Linked DNA regions of Zea mays: regions 1 and 2 are each linked to region 3. The links are chromatin contacts, called in public Hi-C maps. All regions are on one chromosome and are shown on one strand. The core of a region is the stretch at or near the end of the contact, and the rest is flanking DNA. Distances in the headings are between cores, read along the strand shown. Region 1 holds the start of LOC103644061. Region 2 holds the start of LOC100284288. Region 3 holds the start of LOC100282724.

Region 1 (2,700 bases), core at 181-2,680, 290 kb after region 3:
ACTAGGCTGAGGCCATGAACACAACCACCTACCTCCTCAATCGTCTTCCCTCCAAGGCGGTTTTCCATCCCACTCCTGTTGGGGATATAATCCCCGTCCCCTAGGGCCTATCGGTCAGTGAGCACACTGGGTAAAGGCTTCTGGCAACTGGGTCCCAAAGATCAGTCGGAGGAAATAGGTAACATCTACACTGGAAGAACCCGGCTTCGGACGAACTCTACAGCACTGAGCCTGGGGTCGGGCGTGGCGGAACCGGACAGGGTGTCAGACGCGTTGAAGGGAAACCACTCGAGTGGATCTCGCGTGTGGCCCAAGACCGACCCATCATAAAACGATCGATCACATTAACTACGTGTGGCGCCACACCACAGCGGAGGCGTCGGTCTGCCTCCCACTTCATCTAAAGAAATGTATCATTATTCTCCACGTTGTTCATAGCCTAGATCTATTATTTACAGTTAGACTGGTCCAGAGTGGTTTCACCGCCCTTGGTAGCGATTGAACTGACCTGCACAGTCGAACTGATAATTTGATTTTATTTTAAAGTTTGTGGTGAAAATTTTAGGTGTAGTCTATTCACCCATCTCTACTTTCAATACCGCACAATAAATTTCATATCTTGTATGGTGAATTCTTCCCTTTGTTGTTGAATTTATTTCTTGTACATTCGTAGAGCTTTGTTACTATAGGTTGCAAACCTATTTTAGTTCAACTTTGGTTGGACTATTTAATTCTCTTATGATTCTAACTAAATGTAATGAGCGTGTTCAATTTCATATCCTTCATCCTACAATATCCAGATGTTTTGTGCAATATCAATTTTTTTGCCTAGCTAGACTTTACAGTAGATAGTAAAAAATCCAAACGTACCCCAAACGTCTTTAGCTGGGCAAAGTGAGGTAAAGCCCTAGCAAGAGATTCGAACAACTTTTTTTTGGGGGATGGAGGGTGTACTCCTGAAGCCCTAGCAAGAGATTCTGCAAGAGATTCTGCAGTTTATAGAAACTTATGACATTGTAGTATATACATGACGTGATAAAGATTGGCGCAACTTTATAAGCCATGTCAAAAAATATGTACAATTACCGACATCTACAGAAATTATTTCATGCATTGAAAATACTTTAACAGATTGATTTTAAGTAAGATGTTTAATCCACCGAACGGCCCAAGCCCACTGGAGGCCTGGTGGGTGCACGCTAAGAGGTCTGTTTAACGTTTTGCTAGCGAACCAGATTGTAAAGGCATATAGGAAGCCCGACGTCTAGACAGATGTCAGCATTGTAAGTTAATGGGCCGAAGTTGTACAGTGAACCATCTCCCACCTTTGACACTTCGCGCTCCCCATCCAAACCGTACTGATCCGCCGGCCGCCGTTCTCCATTTCAAATTGCAAACCTATACTCCTTTTCCGCCTCCTCGACGCAACTCGTCGCCGTCTTCTCCAACTCGCACTTCGTCCCTCGCCCCACCCAGGGGCGGATCTCCACCCGGGGCTGCCTGGGCTGCAGCCCCTGTCGGCAGTCGCGGCCCAGTCCATCATCGCGCGACATGACCTAGCAGTAGCAGCAGACGTCCTACGTCCAGCCCCAGCCGCCGCCGTTTGGCTCCTGCGTTCGATCTCGCTGCGTCCTGGTCCTGCGCCCTGCGGTCCAGCCTCCTCTCCAAGACTCCACTTCTCCAGCGCGCTCGCCCGCGCCAGCCGCCAGGCCGCCACCGGCCACCGCCATTGGCCCCACCATTTGCCGCTCCCGCCTACGATGCCGACGAGTGAGGTGTGGAGCTTGTCCGATTTTGAAATCAGCAAGTACATCGCTGAGGGCAGGTTCGGCAAGGTCTACCTCGCCCGCGAGAAGCAGGTCTGCCCAATCAGCCCCTTCCAATGCTCTTGATTTACCCCAAAATATTGCCTACATGGAAGTTAATCTACGCGCGGGGACGATCCAGAGCGGGTACGTGGTGGCGCTCAAGGTGATATTTAAGGCGAAACTGAAGAAGCACCGCTTCCACGCGCACCTACGGCGGGAGATCGAGATCCAGCAGAGTCTCGACCACCCTAACGTGCTCCGCCTCTTCACCTGGTTCCACGACGAAGAGCGAGTCGTCCTCGTCCTCGAGTACGCGGCCCGTGGCGAGCTCTACAAGGTCCTTCGCGCTGCTGGCCGCTTCACCGAGCGCACGTCCGCCACAGTAAAAAACCCCCCGTTTTCCTTTTGCTTCACTTTTATTTCCCGGTTGTGCCTACGGCTGGATTGCCATTCCTCCTACTGTTATTAACCTAAATCATGTTAACCTGAACCATAATAACCGATGCAAAGTCTCATGTGACAGCGACTGTGTACATACAAAGTTCCCTAGGCAGCTAGACCATGAGCCGAGTAGTTATATGGTTGGTAATTCTGTGATATTACTTCTATTCAGGTCATGAATGGTAGCAAGAAAGTTTTGAGTAATGGCCTAACTTGATTTTACTGGAATCAGATATCGTGTATGACAGGAGTCATCAATTGCTGGTACATTGTGTGCAATGGTCAATGGTTACAAGTTACATCAAAGGCAGTTGACATTGAACAAAATTCGATATTTGCAAATTCTTAGTGCCATTTAATAAGCTTTCAAAATGATATTTTGGATTTTATGGATCTTTGCATTATCTGATTGCAGCATTAAGTACTCTTTAGAAACTCTTAATGTATTTCC
Region 2 (2,700 bases), core at 179-2,678, 310 kb before region 3:
GGTTCGAGCTGGCAACGGAAAGAGCATCTGCAACTGCATCTACAGAGACTTGAACCAGGCATGGAACAAATGGGTATCTGATTCCATACTAATCTCCAATCCATCATTTACAATAAGCTTATGATACAAAACCACTAATTCACCAATGATCTCTGATAATGAGAACCAAGTGTGTATGAACTGTAGTGTACTGACAGCTAATAAGGATACAAGTTCTACTCTTCCACAGGAATAGGAAGACCTATAGGTACGGTATTGTATTGGTATGTATACGATGACTATGCATCTTTTCTCGCACTCGGTACTGTACAAGAGGAGCAGCCACAAAAATCAAACAATAGCGCTACTGGCACCATACGAAATGAATGAACGAATAGTGTGTTCCACTTCCACCGCTGAACTCGGCAGCTGCGGACCAAAATCTTGGACGGGTGATGAGATGAGATCCGCCGCCCGCGCGCGCAGCGGTTTCACGCGGTCATGAGGAGGCGGGGCTTCTTGAAGGCGAGGGGGCTCTGCACCTCCTCGTCCTCCTCCCACATCTTGCCGGGCTTGCCGCACCGGAACACGAACTCCGGCACGGCCGGGAGGTTGAGGTCGAACGCACGCGCGGCGGAGCTCCCGACCTCGGCGGACGTCTCGGCGGGCGCCGCCGGGACGTCGGTGGACGCGGCGGCGCTGCCGACGCCCCCGTCGTAGTGCTTCCTCTTGTGCCCGCCGAGCGCCTGGCCGGTCGGGAACTCCTTGTGGCAGACGGAGCACCTGTGGACTCTGCTCGAGGCCGCCCCGTCGGAGGACGCGGCGGTGGATGACGTGGCCGGCTCGCGGCCGACCTCGACTGGCGGCAGCGGCGGGACGACGACGGTGATCGGGGCGGGGGCCTCCGGGACGGGCACTGCTGCCGAGACAGTTACAGCGGCGGCAGTAGGAGGAGGAGGAGGCGTCGGCAGCTTGACCCGGTGGCTGGTCTTGTGGCCCCCCAGCGCCTGGTAGGAGCTGAAGGACTTGCCGCAGACGGAGCACCTGAACTCCGCGGCGGCCGGCGCCGCGGACGGGACCGGCGTTGGCGGCGCCTGGACGCGGTGGTGGCCACCGCGGGAGAGCATGAGGAGGCAGAGCGCGAGGTTCTCCTCCTCCGATCGCTGGCGGCGCGAGCGCTTCCTCTTGGCCCACCCCTGGGGCACGTGGGCGCCCTCGTCCCCGCCCGTGGCGGTGGCGCTGCTGCTCGTGGTCGTCGCTGCGGGCGCGACCTCCTCCTCGCTCTGCTTCTCCGGGACGACGGCGTGGAGCAGCTCCATGGAAGACATGGTAGAATAATGCAAGCTCAAGCTTCGCTGGGAGACGGGGCTGTTTGGCTGCGACTTGTTCTCGCGGTGGTTGCTTGGGCGCCTTGCTCTCGCTCGCTGTGGTGAGACTGTGCGAGTGTGATGAGTGAGGGGAGTGAGGGTTTTAAAGCGGTGGCGGGTGTGTGATGGGGCGTGGGAAGTTGCGTCGTAGGTGGGGGTAGTGAGGTGGTCGCGGCGTGGGCACGCACGCGGCACAGTCACAGGTGGGGGCGCGGCGGCAGTGGGTGGGAAGCCGGTGGAGTGGCGGCTAGAGACGGGTTGGGTTGAGACGTTGAGTTGAGTAGTCTCGTTCGGGTGGGTGCATGGGTGGTGGACGGAGGCGGCGAGAGGGCTGCAGGGAAGAGGTCGTGGTCAACGTGGAGGCGAAGACACGGAGAGGATGCAAAGGGGAAGCCGGGCAGCACAACTTGCCTGCCGCTGAGCTGAGCGGTGCGGTGCGGTGGAACGAGAACGACGACTGGTCGTGCGAGTGTGGTAGGGTAGGAGAGTGTGTACAGGTACAGGCCAGCTAGTATGTGCGAGAAAAGAGAGGTGTGGGGAGGGAGGACTGACCGGGGCGCGCGGCTCCTGCGTCGCTGTGGATGTGAGATGCGGTCGTCGTCGGTTGCGGATCCATACATATCTCGAACCGATCCACGCATACCCGGCTTGATCCGGCAACGCTGGACGCGCGGGCGGGCAGACGGACCCGGATCGAGTAATAAGCAAGCAAAAAAAACAACGAATTACAGCAGGTTTTATTTTTCTTTTTGCGAACCAACAAATTAAGCTTCCATATTTTAACTAGTGTGTGCACACTGAAAACTGAAGTACGTAGTATGTCACAAACTTTGTTGGCGCTTATATATTACTACGGTGCTGCGCGGTAGTAGTAGGAAGAGGAGGATGAGCAGTTTGTCTGGTGTCTGCGCTAGTAGCCTAGTACTCTGCGAGGCATTTTAAGCACATGCGCAAACATGCAAACGCTTGAGCGGTGGTCCTCGGCTCCCCGTCGCCCCCTGTTCTGGCCAGGCAGACGGTTCCAAGTCCAAAACAAACCAGAACCGAACCGGTAGCAACTAGCAAGTCGGGCGCAGACCACGCGGTGGGTGGGCCCGCAACAGCGCGCATGGAAGATTCCAACAGCCTGGGCACCTCGAGGGGGTCAGTTAAAATAACCCATCGCGTATGAGCTTCCGTCGGCTGAAGTGGCACCGGGTTGCATGGATCTTCTGCATCTACCAGATAGGCACGCGGTTGCGGAGAATTTTTCTTTTCTTTTCTAGATGGGTTAATGGCAGTGGGAGCAGCCGTTGACACTTGCGCTGTCACAGTCTCGCGTTAGTACGTTCACGCACATGATATATAAGCTGTA
Region 3 (2,700 bases), core at 79-2,578:
AATATAGTATTTATTTTAGATAAGTTCAAATAATCTACCCTGTGCACTATATTGTTTGGTTTGGAATTTAACGTCCGGTAGCTTTCTCAGTTTTAGATATAAACATGTATATAAGTAATAGAAATAGATTTTTTCGATCTTTCTGCTCCCTCTCTTTTTATGCAACTTACATCATGCCTTTTGGGCTCGCTCACGCGTAGCAGCCAGTGTATCATGTATACGGATTGATGAAGTAGCTTAGAAATGGAGACTCCCGATATTTGATGATCGTGGAGATAGTTTGATTTGAGACGAAGGTCAACTTCAGTGTTTGGCGGTCCGACTATATGACACTAGCAGAATATTGTGTCTTAGCCATTGGTGTGCCAACTTTAGATGATCAAGACAAGATACTTCTTCCCCCTAGCTAGAGTGAGGTATGCACCCGTGTTTGTTTTGGGAAAGCCACTTTGCATGCTCGAGTTTTGCCAAATTAAAAAAGAAAACAACAGTGTCGAAGAAGTTAACCTTTTCGCCAGATTCCCAGGCAAAAGATCTCCATATGGAGCCATGGAACGAACTATCCGGAGCGTACGGCCTTTGTGTATCATCATCGACTTGGACTTGCATCGTGCACGAGGACAGCCAGAGAAAACAAATGGCAGGAGGCAGGACCACAGCGTGCTTGGGAGCGCTGCCAACAAAACCAAACGCATCCATCTGACCCCACCCCCCGCGCGCGCAGCCTCCAGACGTCCCGAAACGCCAATCCGCCACCGAAACCGATGGGCCAATCCTCCAGATGTCCCCCGTGAGACCAGGGACATGGAGATGGAAGAATCACCACGGACGATTCACGTCTAAAAAAAGGCGTTCGTCATCCATTCCAGGCCAGGCAGGATCTCACCTGGGCACGCAAGCTGTCAAGGCGTCGATCACGCATGTAAAAACTTGCACGGAACGTAAGCTAAAGCAAAAAAACGGAAGGGACCCCGCTGCAGTTCTCGGAGAGACGCGAGGGGTGCAGGCGCAAAACTACGCGTGTGGTGTGAGAAGCGGTAACTCGAGGCCGCGCCGATGGAGGGATCCCACGATTCACCGTGGAGTGTTGAGAGAGACAGAGACGTCCGGCTCCGGCCGCGACCGCGAGCTTATCGCGCTGGATGCGACGTGAGGAATCGGCAACGCAGCGCGCGCCCACCGCACCCCAGGCGCCGCGTGGTTTGGGGGCGTGGTCTCTCTCTCTCTCTCTCCTCCCATCCTGCGGTCCAGCTCGCAGATTCCATTCGCCCCGCTCGCCGCCACCACCCGTCTATACATATGCCAGGGCGGGCGCACCTCCGGAATCCAGATCCCCTCACAGTCATCCTCCACCCACCCCACCCACCGCCTCCGCCTCTCTCTCTTTCGTTTGTTCGTCTCGGCTTCCGGTCGCCGATTCTTCTCTGCGCAAAAGATTCCTGGTGGTGGTGCCCGTACCTTGCTCCACGCCTCGCTCGCGTCGCGTGCATGGGGCTGGACGTCGGCGGCATCGGGATGGGCCTGGATCTGGGTCTGGACCTCGGGCTGTTCGCCGCGCGGAGCGCCGGAGGGATGGCGGCCGCGGCCAAGGGTGCGCCGGCGGAGATCGAGTCCTGCATCAGGAGCCTCGAGGAGGAGCGCCGGAAGATCGAGGTGTTCAGGCGCGAGCTCCCGCTCTGCGTGCGTCTCCTCGCCGATGGTGAGAAGTGGTCTCCTGCTGTCCTTTCATGTACTTCTTCCTATCCTACGTATATACGCGCGCGCGCGCGTTGTTGTGGTCTCTCTTCTCGGCCCCTGGTTCGCTGACGCGGTGGTGGTGCGTGCGTCGCGGCCTGCAGTGATCGACGAATTGAAGGATGAGGCCGCCAAGAGAGGCGGAGACGCGGAGGCCAAGGCCGACGACGGCGATAAGCGGAAATGGATGAGCACCGCTCAGCTGTGGCTCGACAGCGACGCCAAATCCGACGAGGTAGAGCAGGCAACTCTAGTACGCCATGCTGCTTGTTTTCATCAGATTGCTCTATTGTTTTCCTTTTTGATCCATGGGTCTTTCATGTTTAGGGTCATTCTTACCAAATAAAATCAAACTGTAACACGGATTATTTTATCTCTACTTACAGTCTGACAAAGAGCAACTGAGTGAAATCACTTCGCCGGAGCCCAAGTTGCTCGGTGGCGCACCCATGCCCATAAGGGCCGTTGCGGCGGTGCCACCCCTGCCGCCTCCATTCTTCAGGAGAGAAGACAGCTCTGCCGGCAGTGGTCTGTCGCTGGTACCACCCGCAGCTAAGCCGCCGATTCCTCCCATGTCTGCCAGCGACAACGCGAGCGGCAGATTCTGTGCCACTATGCCACCGTCTGGCTCTGGGGCCAACTTGCACTCTCAGGCTCAGCAGCAAGCCAGGAAGGCGAGGCGGTGCTGGTCGCCGGAGCTTCACCGGCTGTTTGTTGCCGCCTTGCATCAACTCGGCGGCCCTCAAGGTACATATACACGACACCGCGGATCGTCTGTAAGAAGTTTACTACTAGTTGCTTGCTAGAGGAGATGTGTTAACGAATTTCACCGTTGGTTGCAGTTGCTACTCCGAAGCAGATCAGGGAGGTGATGAAGGTGGACGGGCTTACAAACGATGAAGTGAAAAGCCATCTCCAGGTGAGCAATGATCCGTTTTGTCCGGGCATTATTATTTCCTTCTAGTA

Evidence for each region. Hi-C and Micro-C count contacts between places; a contact is called where the count stands out from the background.
Region 1: a Hi-C map of endosperm shows a contact between it and region 3, with 2.2 times the contacts expected there. The contact joins the promoter of LOC103644061 here to the promoter of LOC100282724 in region 3. A contact is called at or near these places in 3 of 25 Hi-C or Micro-C datasets (ear, endosperm and tassel).
Region 2: a contact with region 3 is called in a Hi-C map of endosperm, with 2.4 times the contacts expected there. The contact joins the promoter of LOC100284288 here to the promoter of LOC100282724 in region 3. A contact is called at or near these places in 3 of 25 Hi-C or Micro-C datasets (bundle sheath, endosperm and leaf mesophyll).

Annotation. Positions count from the first base shown.
Region 1 is chr1:287,316,275-287,318,974 of Zm-B73-REFERENCE-NAM-5.0, forward strand. LOC103644061 reads left to right here and starts at 1,431. Exons shown (of 7, transcript NM_001368674.1): 1 at 1,431-1,859; 2 at 1,948-2,190. The coding sequence starts at 1,761.
Region 2 is chr1:286,711,162-286,713,861 of Zm-B73-REFERENCE-NAM-5.0, forward strand. It overlaps LOC100284288, which reads right to left and starts at 1,429. Exons shown (of 1, transcript NM_001157183.2): 1 at 64-1,429. The coding sequence starts at 1,307. The coding sequence ends at 471.
Region 3 is chr1:287,021,477-287,024,176 of Zm-B73-REFERENCE-NAM-5.0, forward strand. LOC100282724 reads left to right here and starts at 1,329. Exons shown (of 5, transcript NM_001155631.2): 1 at 1,329-1,699; 2 at 1,839-1,969; 3 at 2,121-2,481; 4 at 2,577-2,653. The coding sequence starts at 1,489.